4 separate regions of the Mus musculus genome follow, and all the other regions are linked to region 1. Evidence: chromatin contacts called from public HiChIP or PLAC-seq data. All regions are on one chromosome and are shown on one strand. The core of a region is the stretch at or near the end of the contact, and the rest is flanking DNA. Distances in the headings are between cores, read along the strand shown. Region 1 has its middle 11 kb from the start of Gm46735. Region 2 has its middle 26 kb from the start of Dab2ip. Region 3 overlaps Dab2ip (disabled 2 interacting protein). Region 4 overlaps Dab2ip (disabled 2 interacting protein).

What was found. HiChIP or PLAC-seq counts read pairs in DNA pulled down with a chosen protein or histone mark.
Region 2: a contact with region 1 is called in a FOXA1 HiChIP or PLAC-seq map of pancreatic cancer cells. The contact joins two enhancer-like sites. A contact is called at or near these places in 1 of 484 Hi-C or Micro-C datasets (the N1E-115 cell line), 6 of 115 datasets of contacts at active chromatin or transcription factors (cardiomyocytes, embryonic stem cells, extraembryonic endoderm stem cells and 2 more) and 1 of 9 other capture datasets (embryonic stem cells).
Region 3: an H3K4me3 HiChIP or PLAC-seq map of forebrain shows a contact between it and region 1, with 4 times the contacts expected there. The contact joins two enhancer-like sites. A contact is called at or near these places in 1 of 15 datasets of contacts at CTCF or cohesin (large pre-B cells), 8 of 484 Hi-C or Micro-C datasets (the HL-1 cell line, LSK cells, the N1E-115 cell line and 5 more), 5 of 115 datasets of contacts at active chromatin or transcription factors (astrocytes, bone marrow-derived macrophages, embryonic stem cells and 2 more) and 1 of 9 other capture datasets (embryonic stem cells).
Region 4: an HNF4G HiChIP or PLAC-seq map of pancreatic cancer cells shows a contact between it and region 1. The contact joins two enhancer-like sites. A contact is called at or near these places in 1 of 39 promoter capture datasets (embryonic stem cells), 1 of 484 Hi-C or Micro-C datasets (embryonic stem cells) and 2 of 115 datasets of contacts at active chromatin or transcription factors (extraembryonic endoderm stem cells and pancreatic cancer cells).

What each region holds. Positions count from the first base shown.
Region 1 is chr2:36,201,323-36,204,977 of GRCm38.p6, reverse strand. No RefSeq gene overlaps it. Among named protein-coding and RNA genes, the nearest start is that of Gm46735, 11 kb to the right of the region's middle. Within about 2 kb of position 1,722, at least 85 of the 459 cell types and tissues checked have an H3K27ac peak or open chromatin away from gene starts, as enhancers often do. A contact at or near this core is called in the HL-1 cell line, forebrain and pancreatic cancer cells, where this site is marked.
Region 2 is chr2:35,594,261-35,597,915 of GRCm38.p6, reverse strand. It overlaps a transcript of Dab2ip not described here. Among named protein-coding and RNA genes, the nearest start is that of Dab2ip, 26 kb to the left of the region's middle. Within about 2 kb of position 2,000, at least 26 of the 459 cell types and tissues checked have an H3K27ac peak or open chromatin away from gene starts, as enhancers often do. A contact at or near this core is called in pancreatic cancer cells, where this site is marked.
Region 3 is chr2:35,659,373-35,663,027 of GRCm38.p6, reverse strand. It overlaps Dab2ip (disabled 2 interacting protein), which reads right to left. Exons shown (of 16, transcript NM_001114124.2): 3 at 1,403-1,536. Among named protein-coding and RNA genes, the nearest start is that of Dab2ip, 39 kb to the right of the region's middle. Within about 2 kb of position 1,762, at least 258 of the 459 cell types and tissues checked have an H3K27ac peak or open chromatin away from gene starts, as enhancers often do. A contact at or near this core is called in the HL-1 cell line, forebrain and pancreatic cancer cells, where this site is marked.
Region 4 is chr2:35,678,349-35,682,003 of GRCm38.p6, reverse strand. The region is part of intron 3 of Dab2ip (disabled 2 interacting protein); the gene reads right to left. Among named protein-coding and RNA genes, the nearest start is that of Dab2ip, 58 kb to the right of the region's middle. Within about 2 kb of position 1,548, at least 195 of the 459 cell types and tissues checked have an H3K27ac peak or open chromatin away from gene starts, as enhancers often do. A contact at or near this core is called in pancreatic cancer cells, where this site is marked.

The DNA of each region.
Region 1 (3,655 bases), core at 473-2,972:
ATCTCTGGATCTCCGTGGCTCTACTGGTTTAAATACAGATTCCTGAGTGTCCACATACCCAGTCTAGGGACTTAGGGAAGGGACGGAACGGGCCTGAGCCAGGCTGTGCAGCACAGATAATGACCCAATCATGCTTCATGGATGGCAGTCACTGTGTCTACTTCAGGGCCCCATTGTGTCCAGGGTGAAGATAACATCAGGTGCATCCCTGCCAGGCTCCCCACGATGTGTGCATTTGCACATCTATCTCTAGGTCCCAGATACTCTGCATTCACAGTAGGAGATTTTCTAAAGACCTTGCCAGAAGGAAGTGAGGTGGGACACATCCAGGCCTGCATTCTGGGATACCAGAAGCTTGCTGTCTCTGTGGCAGGTTAAACTGTACAGCTAGGTCCCCTTTCATCTCCACCCCCTGTGGCCTCCATCATGGTGCTGATTTCACCCAGATCTAGGATTCATCATGGCCACTAGGAACACCTGGAGGCAAACTCTGATGAGAAACTCAAGTCAGTCTTAGAGACTCTGTTTAGCTCTAGGGAAGGTGATTTCAGCTCCCATGTCCGGCTTGCTACCTGCTGACCTCAGGGCTATCACAGGCAGGAGAGCAAGGAGAGATGGGCTGAGAGACTCAGAGCCCAGGTGCAGACAGACAGGTGCTTCTGGGGCAGGGTGCAGAATGCCTCCATTCATCAAGGGATCCTGTGAATCAGAAATGAGCTCTGCATTGAAAGAGCTGGCCAGTCCGAGGGAAACAGAGTTGCCAAACATCTGTAAGAGTCTGTAGGAGTCTCGAGAGGCTCAACTCCTTAAGAGTCTTCCTTCATCACAAAAGAGCTGGAGAAATCGAGAAAGAGACGGGGAGAACAACTATGAGACAGGTTTCAACTCTGCCAAGTGCCTTAGGCTGGCTTTCACCGTTTGCTGATTGCTCTCAGAACCACAGCATAAGCTCCCACAAGGAATAATGATGCTATAATGATAATAACAACAGCACCGTGGGCTCTCATCTGGTCAGAGCCACCACGTAGCAGGAATGCTCAGGGAGACCCACCAGCTAGTTGCTAAAACAGTAAAACACATGTTGTTAAAAAGAACCTCCACCGAGTCACTTCTAGCATCCTGCCGTGAGCCCAGGTGCCCAGGTCAGGGGCTCCACTGTCCATTTTGAGCCCAGATAGTCTGCATGCCTATGCTTCGGATCACCTGGAGAACAGACTGGGAGTCCTGGGCCAGCGTAAGGCTAGACACAAGCCCCCTCCACCGCACACCACCCCTGGCTCCTCGAAGCCCCTCTCCCAAAGCCTGAGCAATCAAGGCTGCCGCCTCCCCCGGCTGGAGCTAGTGCCCGCCTCCTCTCAGCCCCTCCCCTCCGCTGCAAACCCAGCTCATTTGCATGTGGATCGCGCCTGCCACCACGGGTGCTGGGGTCAATTGAAACTCAAGAAAAGAGAAGAAATTTATGCAAAACTGTTGATTGCATTTGTATGTAATGAAATCATCCAATATTCATCTGACTATAGAATCTAATCTGAGAAGAGAACTGAAGGACATGAGTGTCACTGCAAAAGCGTAATGAGCCACTGTAGTGATTAAAAAAGCTCTTGAGCCTTCTGAAAAATCCAGGCAGAAATAGCGTCTAATCAACTCTGAATATAGGAGGCGAGATTGGGCTGGCGCGCTGCGCACGGCCCGCCCGGGCGCCGGGGGTGCTCGGTAAACCCTGGCGGTCGCGGTCTGTGGGTGCCAAGCGCCTGGCCACAATCAGCTGAGGCCTCGGTGCACAAAGCAACCCGCCTCTCACCACGCAGAAAGAACCCAGTCACAGCTGCTACGAAGAGCAGCTTGAGGTTTCCGCGCCGCCTCACGCACCCACCCACCGCACAGAAGGCCCCCTCCTGAGTCTTTGCTCCAACGGGAAGGGTTTGAGAATCCGGGTTCGCCACACCTGGATGCTCCTTGGGTCCAACCAACCACAAGCAGGGGAGAGTCGTGTCTCAGAAGCCAGGACTCATCCCTCTGAGATGTCACCTGGGAGAGATGTTCTCTGACATCCCTCTCCACTCTAGCGTCGGCTTTGTCTTCCTGTACTTGGCGTTATCTTATGATTTTACCTGGGGGATGTCAGTCTCTTCTTTCAGGCTGAGAGATCAGCAGCCGTATGGTGACTGGTTCACCTCTGGAACCTGTGGAGGCAGCCTCAGAGGATACTCAACAAGCATGGACCAAGACGCAGACGCGTTTGATGAATGATAAACCCACCCTATGCAGCTGACAAATACTGTTAAATCCATTTGTTCATTCAGCAGGTCCTTGCCAAATGGACAATGTGTGAGGCTTCCTTCGTGGCACTGAGCAGGCTGTGGGGGATTAAGAAGGTTCCTGCCATCTCAGCACTCAAGGTCTGGGCAGAAGGAAAACTAAAGGCTACACACAATCAGATCGGTCGTTGTGGTGAGGCGGAAGGTCCAGGGGCATAGGACAGCTGTCAGTGGACACTGATAGAACGGATCGGGATCTGAGTCTGGAGATGAGGCGCTGGGTTTCTCAGGTTCCGATGCCCCTTTACAATGAACTGTACGGGGACATGGATGGTTACAGGAAAGGCGATGGTTTATTAGAGCCGAGAGGCTGCTGGAACCAGGCTGCTGAAACCTTTCCTCCGTTGTGATCTGGCTCCACGGAGGCAAGAAAGAAGTGAGGCAGGACCTCAGTTATGAGTCATTTACAAAGTACCCGCCCCTCCCAAGTGCAGGCGACTAGGGCTTTACAGAGCTGCTCCCTTGGCTAACAATGCTCTCTTAAACTAAGGGCTCCCAACCTCTCCATGTCGCCTTTTGCGTGCTAATCTCTGGGATTTCTCTTTCTGTCTCACTAACTCAGCTAGGGAAGGCTACTAAAAACTAGGGAAGGCTACCATGCGGCAGTGGTCACTTCAGTCTGGAGCATTCTGGGTAGAAGGAGCAGACTTTGCAAAGTCCCTGAAGGGATGAGGAGCTAGGCTGAGCACGAGGACCCAGCTGGAGTGCCCTCATGAGCACCTGTCCTGGTCAAATTCCTGGTAAGACCTTAGGGTAGGAATTCATATTTCTGGGAGCAGTAGAGAGTCTCTGCATGGTTTGCATTTTGAAGAGTTGGTCAAATAGGGAAAGAACCAGTCAAGGGGCTCCTAGGCTCTGGAGGAACAAAGATGGCCCCAAGAGGCTGGCCATCCTCCAGCCATGGGGAGTCACTGAAAGCTGTGAGGAGGGCCACCACACTGCAAAGGCTGTCCTAAGAGGTTTGAACCGATGGTAAAGGATGGAGCAGAGGAAAAGAGAGCAGGTCAGAGGCAGGAGCCCCTGCAGCTGCTCACAGTTCAGCATTGCATCTCTATGGGGAAGCTAATTTATGGCCATTCTAATTTATGGCCAAGATGAGTTGCCTAATATTAAGGTGGTTCTAAGTCAGAATCAATTGGTTCTGAGAATCCAAGAGACACTGTGATGAAACTACCTTATAAACAAAACAAAACAAGCAGGGAACTGGTGACATCAAAGGATCTTTGTGAGTGACTTGCAGACTCTAAGCCTTAAATTCACTAAAAACAGGGAGTGGATGAGCCCTGGGGTCCTTTCCCTGTTCCCTAAAGCCTGTGACTTTGATCCCTATGAAGAGC
Region 2 (3,655 bases), core at 751-3,250, 610 kb after region 1:
TGAGGGAGATGGGGAACTGGTAACCTGAGAAGGGGCTGAAGCTAAGCTATCTGCCAGGGGCCACTAAGGTCAGGCTCAGAGATACAGGAGATGGTGCCCAAGGGAAAGTGGCTGGTTTGCAGGCCAGGACGGAGGGGAGGAAGGAGAGAGACTCCCTGGCTGAGGTGGAGCAGGAAGGGAGGGGAGGGGAACCTGCAAGAGGGGAGCTGTCCAGAAGAGAGGAAGTGGTCTGCAGGGGGAGCTTCCCAGTTGTCCATGGTCACTTGTCATGTTGGTCATGTTTTACCTGACTTCAGAGGGATCAGCAGAAGGGAATTAGAAACAAGAGTGGGAGGAGTCTGGGTTCAGAGACTCTGGCACCCTGGGTGTGAACGGACCTTCCAGATGAGGGCTGGAGAATAAGAAGAGAGCACCAGAGTAGGCCCTCTGTGTGAGGAGATAGAGCCGACAGGTGTCTGAGAGGCTAATGGGAGCAGTGGCTCCAAAAGCAAGAAGCACCAGGAGCCATGTGGGTACTCAGCCTGCAGAGGCTGCCTAGCAAAAATGGCGGATACCACGAAGGTGGTAGTAAGGACCTGAGACATATTAGCCAGCTACAGATGCGTCCAAGAAGCCAAGAGGCTGCTACTGTCATCCCATCTTACAGATGGGCAAGTCAGCAAAGAGCATCAAACTCAGCTGAGCCCACAGACCCATTTAAACACCTTGGAATGGTGCTGCGGGTGGGGAAGGGTGGCCAGCGTTTGCTACCTGGTCTGTTAGGTCTCCTAGGGGGCAGAGGTGACCAGGCAGAGAGTGACAGCCAGGCCTCCAGCTGGGCAGGGTAGGAGGGAGGGGAGTCTGGCCCAGGATCCAGCAACTTCCTCTAGCAGCTGGCCCAAGAAGCCAAAATAGGAGCCTGCCATCTGAGCAGAAGGGTCTGGAAGGCTGCGACGAAGGGTGGGCGGGAAGGACCTTTAGTTTTTGTTCAAAACAATGACCAGCCAAAGGATTTGGTGTCTACAATATTTGACTGTGCTAAATTTGGCACACAGGGTGGGGCAGGCACAGTACATAGAGCCCTGCTAACTTTGATTTCACATTCTGGTCCCCTGTTTAGCTCCTTCTAGCTGCACTCCTACACAACAGGGACCTGTCATGGGAGAAAATCAAGTTACTTCAAACCCACAAAGGTTTAGAGGTCAATAAGATAACCATCCATTATCCTATTAGGACTTCACACCTAAGCCAGAAAAGGCTCAGTTTAAAATCAAGGAATTTAATCACTATTTCAGAAACCAAGGATGAATTACCAGAGCTCATAAAGTCATGACCAAGACCACCATGCCACAGGCTACCCAAATGTAAAGACGGGTCAATTCTTAGCAAACCCTTGCTAAGAAAAAGAGAAAGGGGAAACAAACAAACTAACAACAACAACAAAAATGCCTCAGTTTCTTGCAAAAGCGTGGCCTTGTGTGATCCAGCAGGAAAGTCTGTAGATCTGAGCCACAATAGCATCAGCATTTAGTAGACACTCAGTGGACACAAGCTGGCGGTGTCATCCCAGACAGCACCTCTGTCCTGTCACAGCCTGAGGACTCAGAGGTACCCCTGGCCTCCTCAGAATGGCAGGGCCACTCCTTTGGGAAGCCATCCACCATCAGTTAGCACTGAGGGTCATTTCTCTCTCTTTACAAACAGAGCCCACTGTATAAGCCCTGATGGGATAAAGCTCACTACACAAACTGAGCTGGGCTTGAACTTGCAGTGATCCTCCTGCCTCTGCCTCCCAAGTGCCAGGAATATGGGCACGCACCATCCTGCCAGGCAGATTATTTCCTGAATCTGGAGAAAGACAGGATTTGGTCAGTGGGCTTCCGGGCACCGATGGTTAGACTCAGAATCGGTCTACATTATTTAGTTTTGACTCAACTGTTTTCAGCCCTTACAAGCACGTCCCCACCCCCTGGTGCTGGGGGTGGAGTTCAGGTCTCTGGCACGCTGTTAGTAAACACCTTTCCCCACTGAGCTGCATTCCTGAGCCTGCTTAAAAGCACTTGTAAGATAGCACAGTTCAGACAGGACTCAGCTAGATGCACCCACAACCAAAAACAAAACAAAACAAAACAAAAGGCCTCTGCCAGAGCAGCAAGTGCTCTTAACTACTAAGCCATTGCTCCAACTCCAGATCTAATCACTATTCTGAATGTGTTTCTGGGCCTCCTGTATTTGTCCCCTTCCTGCTAGGTTTGGTACCTTCCCTCCCCAGCTTAATGGAGAAACAGAGCTGGGAGAAGGTGAAAGCAAGATGAGAGAGGCAGTGAGGCAGTGAAGCAGTGAGGCAGGCAGGCAGGCAGGCAGGCAGGCAGGCAGACAGACAGACAGACAGACAGACAGACAGGTGGACGCTGACAAGTCTGGCCAGCTGATCTGAGGGAGGCTTTGGTCTCTAGTGGCAGAAGGCCCTCGTGGACCCCCATGCAAGCACTGAGTTGGACAGCTGAACTGAGTAGTGTCTCAGGGCAACAAAGATTCCCAAGTTCCCAGGGGTCTCTGTGGGTTCAGGAATATCAGTCCAGAAGCTGAATAGACACATACTCAGGTGACTGGGCATGGTGCCAACTTCAGTTGAGAGTCACACAGAGCCAGAGAAACTGCCCCTCCCCAAGCACTGAAGATTACAGGGGCCCTACATCAGGAAACCCAAAGGACTCTTCTGTGCTACAAAAAGGATCCACTTCCTCATGAAAAAAGTAGAGGTGTCCAGCTGGGCATAGTGGCCAACTCCATTAATCCCAGCCCTCAGAAAGCAGAGGCAGGAAGATCTCTGTGCGTTCAAGGCCAGCCTAGTTTACAGAGTGAGTTCCAGAACAGCCACGGCTCTGTAGAGGGACCCTGTCTAAAAAGCAAAAGCAAACAAAAGGGTAGGTATTCCAATGCCATGTCATGCCCAGGCCACAGCCCATGAACAGTCTCTAAGCCACATAAGGGAGGATGCTCTCTGTGAGAAGGAACAGGACCTGTGGGCCTGGGAGCTCCTTTTCCTCAGTGAGCAAGACAGGGAGAAAGAAGAAGACCTCTACAGGAGTCCTTCATGGGACCTTGAGAGGACAGAGTGAGGAGTTTCCACCCCAGCTCTGCCTCCCACATCCGTAACAGCAGTGAAAGCAGGGGTATTCGCTGGGGACAGACTGGAGGGGAACTGCACCCTCCGGCCCTGGCAGAGCTCTCCACTGGCATCAAGCCCTGCACAGCCCCTGTGGAGTCAGATGTACTGGTCAGCCCTCCCCTTCCAAGGAACTGCCATGCCTCCAGCCACAGGTCCAAGGCCAGCGTGTGGGTCTGCCCAGGAACTGAGGTCAGGTTCCCTCCGGAAAGATGCTTTCCTTAAGGCTCTCCTCCCAGGCCTCCTGGGAGACAGATGGAGAGGGCCAAGGCCAGGGTCAGGCCAGAGCCAGTGCCCAGCAGGGATGATCCTGAAGCCCATGGGAGATGACAAGCTGCCTTTCACTCATTGCCCACAGGTGACCTGCCCAGGTCTGCGTAAGAGAGCGCTGTGCAGCCCACATATGAATTCCAGGTCTAAAACAAAACACATTATCCATGGTCTCCATTCTGGCCCCTCTCTCAGCAACTATCAGCAGCAACGCCTTTACCAAGAATGGCTTGCCAG
Region 3 (3,655 bases), core at 513-3,012, 540 kb after region 1:
GCACCGAGCTCTGGCCTGGATGCATCTTCCTGCCAGGGAACGCCTGGTCCCCTGGGGCACCATAGCCATCAGTGAAAGGTTGGGGGTGGGGGGTCCTGCCTTAGGCTGGGCTTGGCAGCCGGGGCGGGAAGCCAGGTGCAGACAGTGGTGGGGATGCACTGAAGAACAGCTCTAGGCTGATGGAAGGTCTAGTGGTTCTAATTGGGATGTGGGAGGGGTGCCCTGGGGTAGATGTTAGGTGTCAGTTAAACGTCACACCACCTTGGGCAGGAGTTAGGATAACTTGGACTCCTTGCTTGCTGGAACCAAGGAGGAAAGGAAAGACATTATCATTCAACCTGTGCCTCCCACACAAGAAGTGCCAACTCGCCAATGGTAAAACGGACACAGACCCGGGAAGGCAGATGCCAGGAGCCTAAGATGTTGGGGCTGAATGCTGAAAAGGCTCCTTGGAGCCTACTGGTTCCTTCACCTCCACGACACGTTCTAACTGGCACAGGAATCCATCACTGCTTGTGCCTAAGTGGAAAGGTGCCTGTGGCTGACACGACTCAAGGATGCGAACCAGGGCCCCCAGAGGCTGTGCCCGCCCAGTGCCCCCGCACGGACAGGATGGCTTGCCCTTGCGAGCTGAAGCCTGCACGTTGCCAGTGACTCCAAAGCAGGCTCAACAACCTCCTCCCCTCCCCTTCGCCCCACAAGCCACCTCCCCCTGGAATTTCCACACCTGCTCTCAGCTTGCCCAGAAGGAAGCAGGGAACAGAAGACACCCCTGGGAGCGGGAGGTAAAGAAGGGGAGCAGCTGCCCAGACTGTAGGGGGAAGGCCCATTTTCCCGGGTCTTAGGTTATACCCATTAACCGAGCGCCTGGCCACTGCCTGCTCGGCTCGCCCCAGCCCCCAGCGGAGCACGTGCCCTACTTAGCGCAGATGTGCCCCCTAAGCGGCCCAGCCCCCTGCTCCTCCCCTCCAGATGTTCACCCTTTTCCGCGCCACGAGCGCTGCCGGGTCTGGGCAAAAACCAGCCGAAAATGCCTTTTGTATCGGACAGCGAGGGACTCGGTAGGCCGGGGATGGGTCCTGAGGGTGGAGGCACCACTTCCGTCCCTACCTCTAGGCACAGCACTGCTCAGAAAACAATGCCCACCTCGGCCAGGCGAGGCAGGACCCCACATGCCCGAGAGGGCACTTGCTGCCCGGCCTCACCCCGGACCTCCAGCACCCTCCTAGGTGCGCCGGTGAAAGCAACGAAGGGTACAGTCCCGGTCCCCCAGCACGACGGGGGCCCCGTTCCCGGAGTTCCCGGAGGCTGGCGAGGCGTCACTCCCGCGGGAGAGTGCCCTGCCCGGCTCCGGCTTTGTCCCCGCGCCCTCGGGGCGCAGCCGGGGCGGCGACGGGCTCACCTCTCATTGTCCGCGGCGGCGGCGGCTGCGCTCCGGAACCCCGGCAGGATGTGGCGGAAGCTGTGGTTGCGGTCCAGTTTGGGCTGGCTCTTGGTGCGCTTGATGGAGCCCTTGAGGCGGCGGCTGAGGAAGCCCTGCGCGCGGGGCGACAAGAGGGGGAAGGGGAGGCGGGGTTAGCGCGGCGGCGGCGGGCCGGGACCCGCACCCTCGCGGCCCACGGCGGGCCGGGCTCGGCCCCAGCAGCTCGCGGCCCGCGCCGCCGCCCGCCCGCCGACCGAGCGCCGACGGCCCGGCCCGCGCAGCGCGGCCCAGCCCACCCCGCGCCGCCCGCCGGCCGGCCCAGCCCGCCACGTCGCCCCCGCCCCTAAGCCGCCGTTGCCATGGCGACAGAGCCGAGTGCCTCCGACCGTGGCCGAGGATGCCCGAGCCCCCCCCTCCGCCCCCGGCGCTGAGAGGGAAGGGCGGCAAGGCTGGGGGGTGGGGGCGGGTTGAGTGGCTTGCGCCACCAACAGCCCCTCACCTCACCTTCCTCTGCAACCAGGCCACACCCCCCAACCTCCAGGAGGATTCCTCACACCCCGCCCCGTCGGGGGGACTGACAGGAGCGGTTACTCAGATGAAGGAAAGAAACTAAGGCTGGGAGAGCAGGTCCTCCAAACGGCCAGCGCGCCTACTAGCACTCTGGCCATCTAGACCCCCTAAGGCGGACAGGCAATGGCTGGATGTCAGGATGGAGGCTGAAACGCTTGGATCCCCCCCCCCAAAAAAAACAATCCCCATAGGTACAGGATCCTCTAGTGACCCCTTAAGGAGGGGCCCAAGGTGTTGAAGGGTTTGCTGAGTGTCCCCAATTTGGGGACACCTGTCTCAGATCATGCATGGATTCACCAGCCATTCCCAGCTCACCACCTCACCCCACTCAGAGCTTCTGGACTAATGAAGAGGCAGGTGAGGAGCCAGGCCTCAGTACCTGCAGGTTGGACAGAACACACTTGACAGATGATGAGTAGATGTGAGGCTCAAGGGGAGCTGGCTAGTTTTATGTAAACTTGATACAGGTAAGTCATTTGAGAGGAGAAACTCCCAATTAAGAAAATGCCTCCATATGATCCAGCTGTAGGGCATTTTCTTATTTAAGGATTGATGTGTAAGGACACAGCTATTGTGAGTGAGGCCACTCCTGGGCTGGTGGTCCCAAGTTCTATAAGAAAGCAGGCTGAGCAAGCCAAGGGGAGCAAGCCACTAAGCAGCACCCCTCCATGGCTTCTGCATCAACCCCTGCCTCCAGGTTCCCACCTTGTTTGAATTCCTATCCTGACTTCCTCCAATAATGAACTAAGGTATGGAAGTGTGAACTGAATAAACCCTTTCCTTATCATGTTACTTTGTCATGGTTTCTCCTAATCCTAGCATTAGGAATTCTAAGACACTGGGCTCAGAATCTGCAAGCGCCTTGAGGGAGAAGAACTGAGAACTGGAACTCCCTGAGGAAGGCTTGTACAGAAGGGGTGCTGGAACCCAGCCACTCAGCCTTGATTCTGGGTGACCCGAGGACAGACATAAAGGGGTGTTAACTTATTTTGAAATCGGTGTTGTCATTGTGATCTGAATTTTGAAGTTTTTCCATCGTAGGAGGGGTGGGGCTGATAGAAGGTCAGGTGCTGCAGCACCACCTCTTGGACATGACAACCTCAAAAATGGGCTGAATAAATCCTCTTATGTCACCAGCACACAGGCAAAACACCAGAAAACCCTTATCTGCAAACTTTATTTGCAGAGAGATGAGGTTATCCTCCAAGGACACCCAGCTCTGAGAGCTATTGCCAGAGCTGTTCCCACAGGACACACCCTCTTTTACAATGCCCAAGCTATCCCTCCTCCTGCCCTTTCCCCTCTACATTTCCTTCCTCTTCAACCTCTCCCATCCATCGTTGATCTCTTCCTGTTGTCACCTGTCAGCATTCCACATGTCCTTCTAGGCCAACTAAAATGTCACCTCACCCAAAGACCTTCCCAGGTAGTAGTGCCAAATACACCTGACCCCTGTACCCACATCCAGGTTTTCTTTTTTGTTTGTTTTTGTTTTTTTCAAGACAGGGTTTCTCTGTGTAGGGTTTCTCTGGCTGTCCACTTTGTAGACCAGAAATCCCCCTGCCTCTGCCTCCCGAGTGCTGGGATTAAAGGTGTGCGACACCATGCCCGGCCACATCCAGGTTTTCAAACGCTGTGCAGCTCAATAAAACCTCTTGATTT
Region 4 (3,655 bases), core at 299-2,798, 520 kb after region 1:
GGCTAAGTGAAGATAAAGAAAGAGAATGGGAGGGCAGAGATGAGTGCTCTGATTAAGAGCTGGCTAATATGGCTCTCATCACCCCTGACCTCTGCCTGACTCAGGTCAGCACCCAGAAGGCAGGGCTGGGAAACACTCAGGAGCCCCACCTCAGATACAGGCATTTGGGAGTAGTAGACCCTTCAAGGCCATACAGGGGCAGTGGTGGGGTGCTCTCCATTCTCCTCCTGCTTCCGCACACTGAGGATGAAAACCTGGCTGTAGGGGTTCCACCAATGTATTAGTCAGGGTTCTCTGCAGTCACAGAACTTATGGGTAGTCTCTATATAGTAAGGGAATTTGTTGATGACTTATAGTCTGTAGTCTGATGCCTTGAGGGTCAGCTGCCTCTGACTCTAGCCCTAAGGCTTCGCATACACTATAGGAATAATTAGTTTCTTAAGCCTGGAGGACAGTCTGAAGGACCAGGCACCAGGTGATCTTCTGTAAATCAAACACAGATTACAGAAAGTGTGACAACCAATGGAGAAAGACAAAAGGGAAAGTTATGCCTACAGGCCCGGACAGGCCTTAGCCAGGCCAGAGGTGATCTAGGCTCTGAGAAGCAGGAACCTACAATGGAAGGTGGAGAGCACGGGGCACAAGGTCCCTGAGAAGGCTCTCCTTAGCAGCACAGGAAGGGCCTGCCCTGCCCTGTTGGCAGGTGCTAACAGCAGCAAGGTCACATGTGTGGACAGTATCATCCCACAGCTGTGTAGCTGCACCACTGCCTAAGAGCAAGATACAGGTATCACCAGGGAGTCTCTTAAGCCACTTTTCTTCTCTGGGCCCTTGTCTGGCCAAAGGGGCATTTATGTAGTAAGGCTGGGGAAGTACCCAGGGGGCAGTGAACATGGCTAGAAGCTCTCAGGGTGGCACTGCACACCACTGGGACCAAGCCAGCTCACAGCCGGGCAAGCACAGTCTACTAAATAAACGGTAGCGGGTTCCGTTGTTTCTGCCCTGCCCCTCTACGAGAAGGCCTGGCCTGGTGCCGTCTAGCCTCCTGGACTCCAGCCAACCATACCATAAAGGATTCTTACTGGAGGGCAGGCTGTATTTGGTCAACATTCATGTTTTGTTTAACCACACAGTATATGACATTTTTAAATTTTGAATCAATTGCCAACATTTAAAGATGCGAAATTTTCAAATGTCACAAAAACCAAGTTTAGAACTTTCTCTTCCATGCCCAAAGTTCTGCCACCAAAGCCCAGCAGCCATCTCTGACCCCAGAAGGACACAACCCTACAAACTGTTGAAATTGTCACCACAGCTGTGAAGCGCCTCAGCTAGGGTTCCTATGTCACATGGGCAAAGCAGGGCCCACAACATACCAACCCTCTCCTAGGGTCACAGTGGGTTCTGACACACAGCAAAGACCTGCCAATGTGTGTGGATAAAGACTAAAACGGCAGATAAATAAGGTCAGCCCCAGCTTTACCCGCCCAGGATATCCTGATTGCAACACTGCTTCCTTGCAAAGCCCTGCCCCCAGCCAGTACAAACTGATTCACTTCGATCCTAGGCCCCTCCCACAGGTGGGTACTCTGACAGCAGGACATATGAGTTGGTAACGTTCAGCCTGTGTGTAGGTCTCTGAGATCATTCACTGTATGACCTTTGTTTAAAGGCTAGGCCTTTGGAGTGTCCAGGCAAGGTTAGCAGTGATCCTGGCATCTCTGCAACTCTGGCCAAGCCAAACAAAGATCCCCAGGACTTCTGTCAAGCTGAAAAAGAGAATTCAACAGCAAGAACTCACAAAGGCAAGGTTTCCACCGATGCTGCTTGCAGGACGCCTGCCCTGCTTTGAAGCTGGTAACCAATTCTTCCCTCTTTCTTTCCACTAAATGAAGCTCCACGGGGTTTTCAAGGTCAGAGCTGCATTGGCAGAGGCGGTTCTCTTTGTTCTTCTACCTCAGACTTGCCCCAAACACAGACAATTGTCCCCAACAACCAATTCCTGCTGGGTGGAGACAAGGACCAGGCAGGTGCTTCCTGTGGCCCCAGGAGTCCTGCTCTCCTGGATACGGATTCTCTGTGGGCCTGGCTTCCTGAAACTCCATCTCAGCATGTAGTTTTGGGAAGAAACAGCTGCGAGTCCCCAGAGTATACCCTCAACCCAGGGAGAGGTCAAGGCTCAGGATGGGCTTGGTTCCTTGCTGGTGGCTGCGGGTGTCACCTCAAAGCCACTCTCCTCTCTATTTCAGTCTCCTTACTTGGAAAACAAGAAAATAAATATCCAATTGGAGAGATTCAACCTCCTAATGAGATCCAGAGGAGCCGTGGGAAGCATGAAGTGCCCTGCCAGAGTTATTATCCCAGCACCTGGCACGGTACACGGCGTGCAGTAGGTGCTCAATGGGTATGCAATAGGTGCTCAATGAATGTGTGTATTTGGCACTTGGGCTGTCTATGAGAGGTCTGCCCTTCAGGAGCTACAGAGACAATGGTCATGGGCAAGGATTTGGGTCTAACAACCTCTACCTCTGGCCTAGTTCAGCAGTGGCCAGGCCCACATGAAGGCTTCACTTGCACATCTGTGTCATCAGTGCCAGGGACCTAGAGATGCTGCAGGACTCTATGTGTCGTGCTCTCTTGGACACTCAGTAGTTCTTACCCATGGTTAAGAGAACAGCCTACCCAACCCAGCCGAGAGGAGATGCCAGCCAGTCCTCAATAGGCTGTGTCCACCAGAGGACTTAAGAGCTGTGAGGCTGGCAGTTCTTTTGTACTAGCCTCAGGACCTTAGATAAGTACAGCAAGCCCTCTACACCCTTTACCCAGCACTGAAGCAAGCTTGCCTCTTAGACTTCTGATTCCGAAAACAAAGCACCTGGCACAAAGAGGCCCGCCATGGGTCCATCCTCTTCCTCCCTCAGTCTCTTCACCTCTCCTTATCCCTGCTCCTGCCTTTAGAACTGCTCCCATTCTCCCAGTACTGAGTTTCCTCTGCACCTCCCGCAGCTTGTTCAAGAACACAGAAGGGCTCTAGACCTCTGAAGCCCTCTGCTCACCCACGGGATTCCCTCTGTCTGTCTGTCTCAGTGAACTGTCCCTGCTTTGTCAGCTGAGAGACTTATTTCTTTCAAACCTCAAATGCTATCACTGCCTCACACTTGACTCCTGAGAGCTGACTTGTCACACTGTGCCACAGCTTGTCACACTGTGCCACAGAGAGCAGTATGAAGCGGCAGGCCAGGTGCTCTAGCCCACTGAGCACATCCCTTCCTCACTTGCCCCCCACCCCCAGCTCCTCTCGGTGGGGCTAATCTCTACAGCCTATAACTCAGCTATCCAGACTGGGGCAGAGGGCCTTCTGTAGGGCTGGCTGCACTCCCACAGTGTCCTGAGGAAGCCCTGCTGTTGAGGAGCAGATCCAATGAGGACTCAAATGAAGAGCTAAAGAGGCTGGGCAAGGGGCATCATGGAAGCAAGCTCTAAGTAAAAGGGTCGGGGATTTGAACGATGGGTAGAGCAGAAGGCATCTGGATAAAAGGGACACAAGGGAGGGGAACACAACATGATAGTGTCCTTCTGGTCTCAACAGCCTGCACCCTGCTGTAAATCTCATCTATTCCTCTCTAGAGGCACTGGAGAACTGCCATCATTCTCA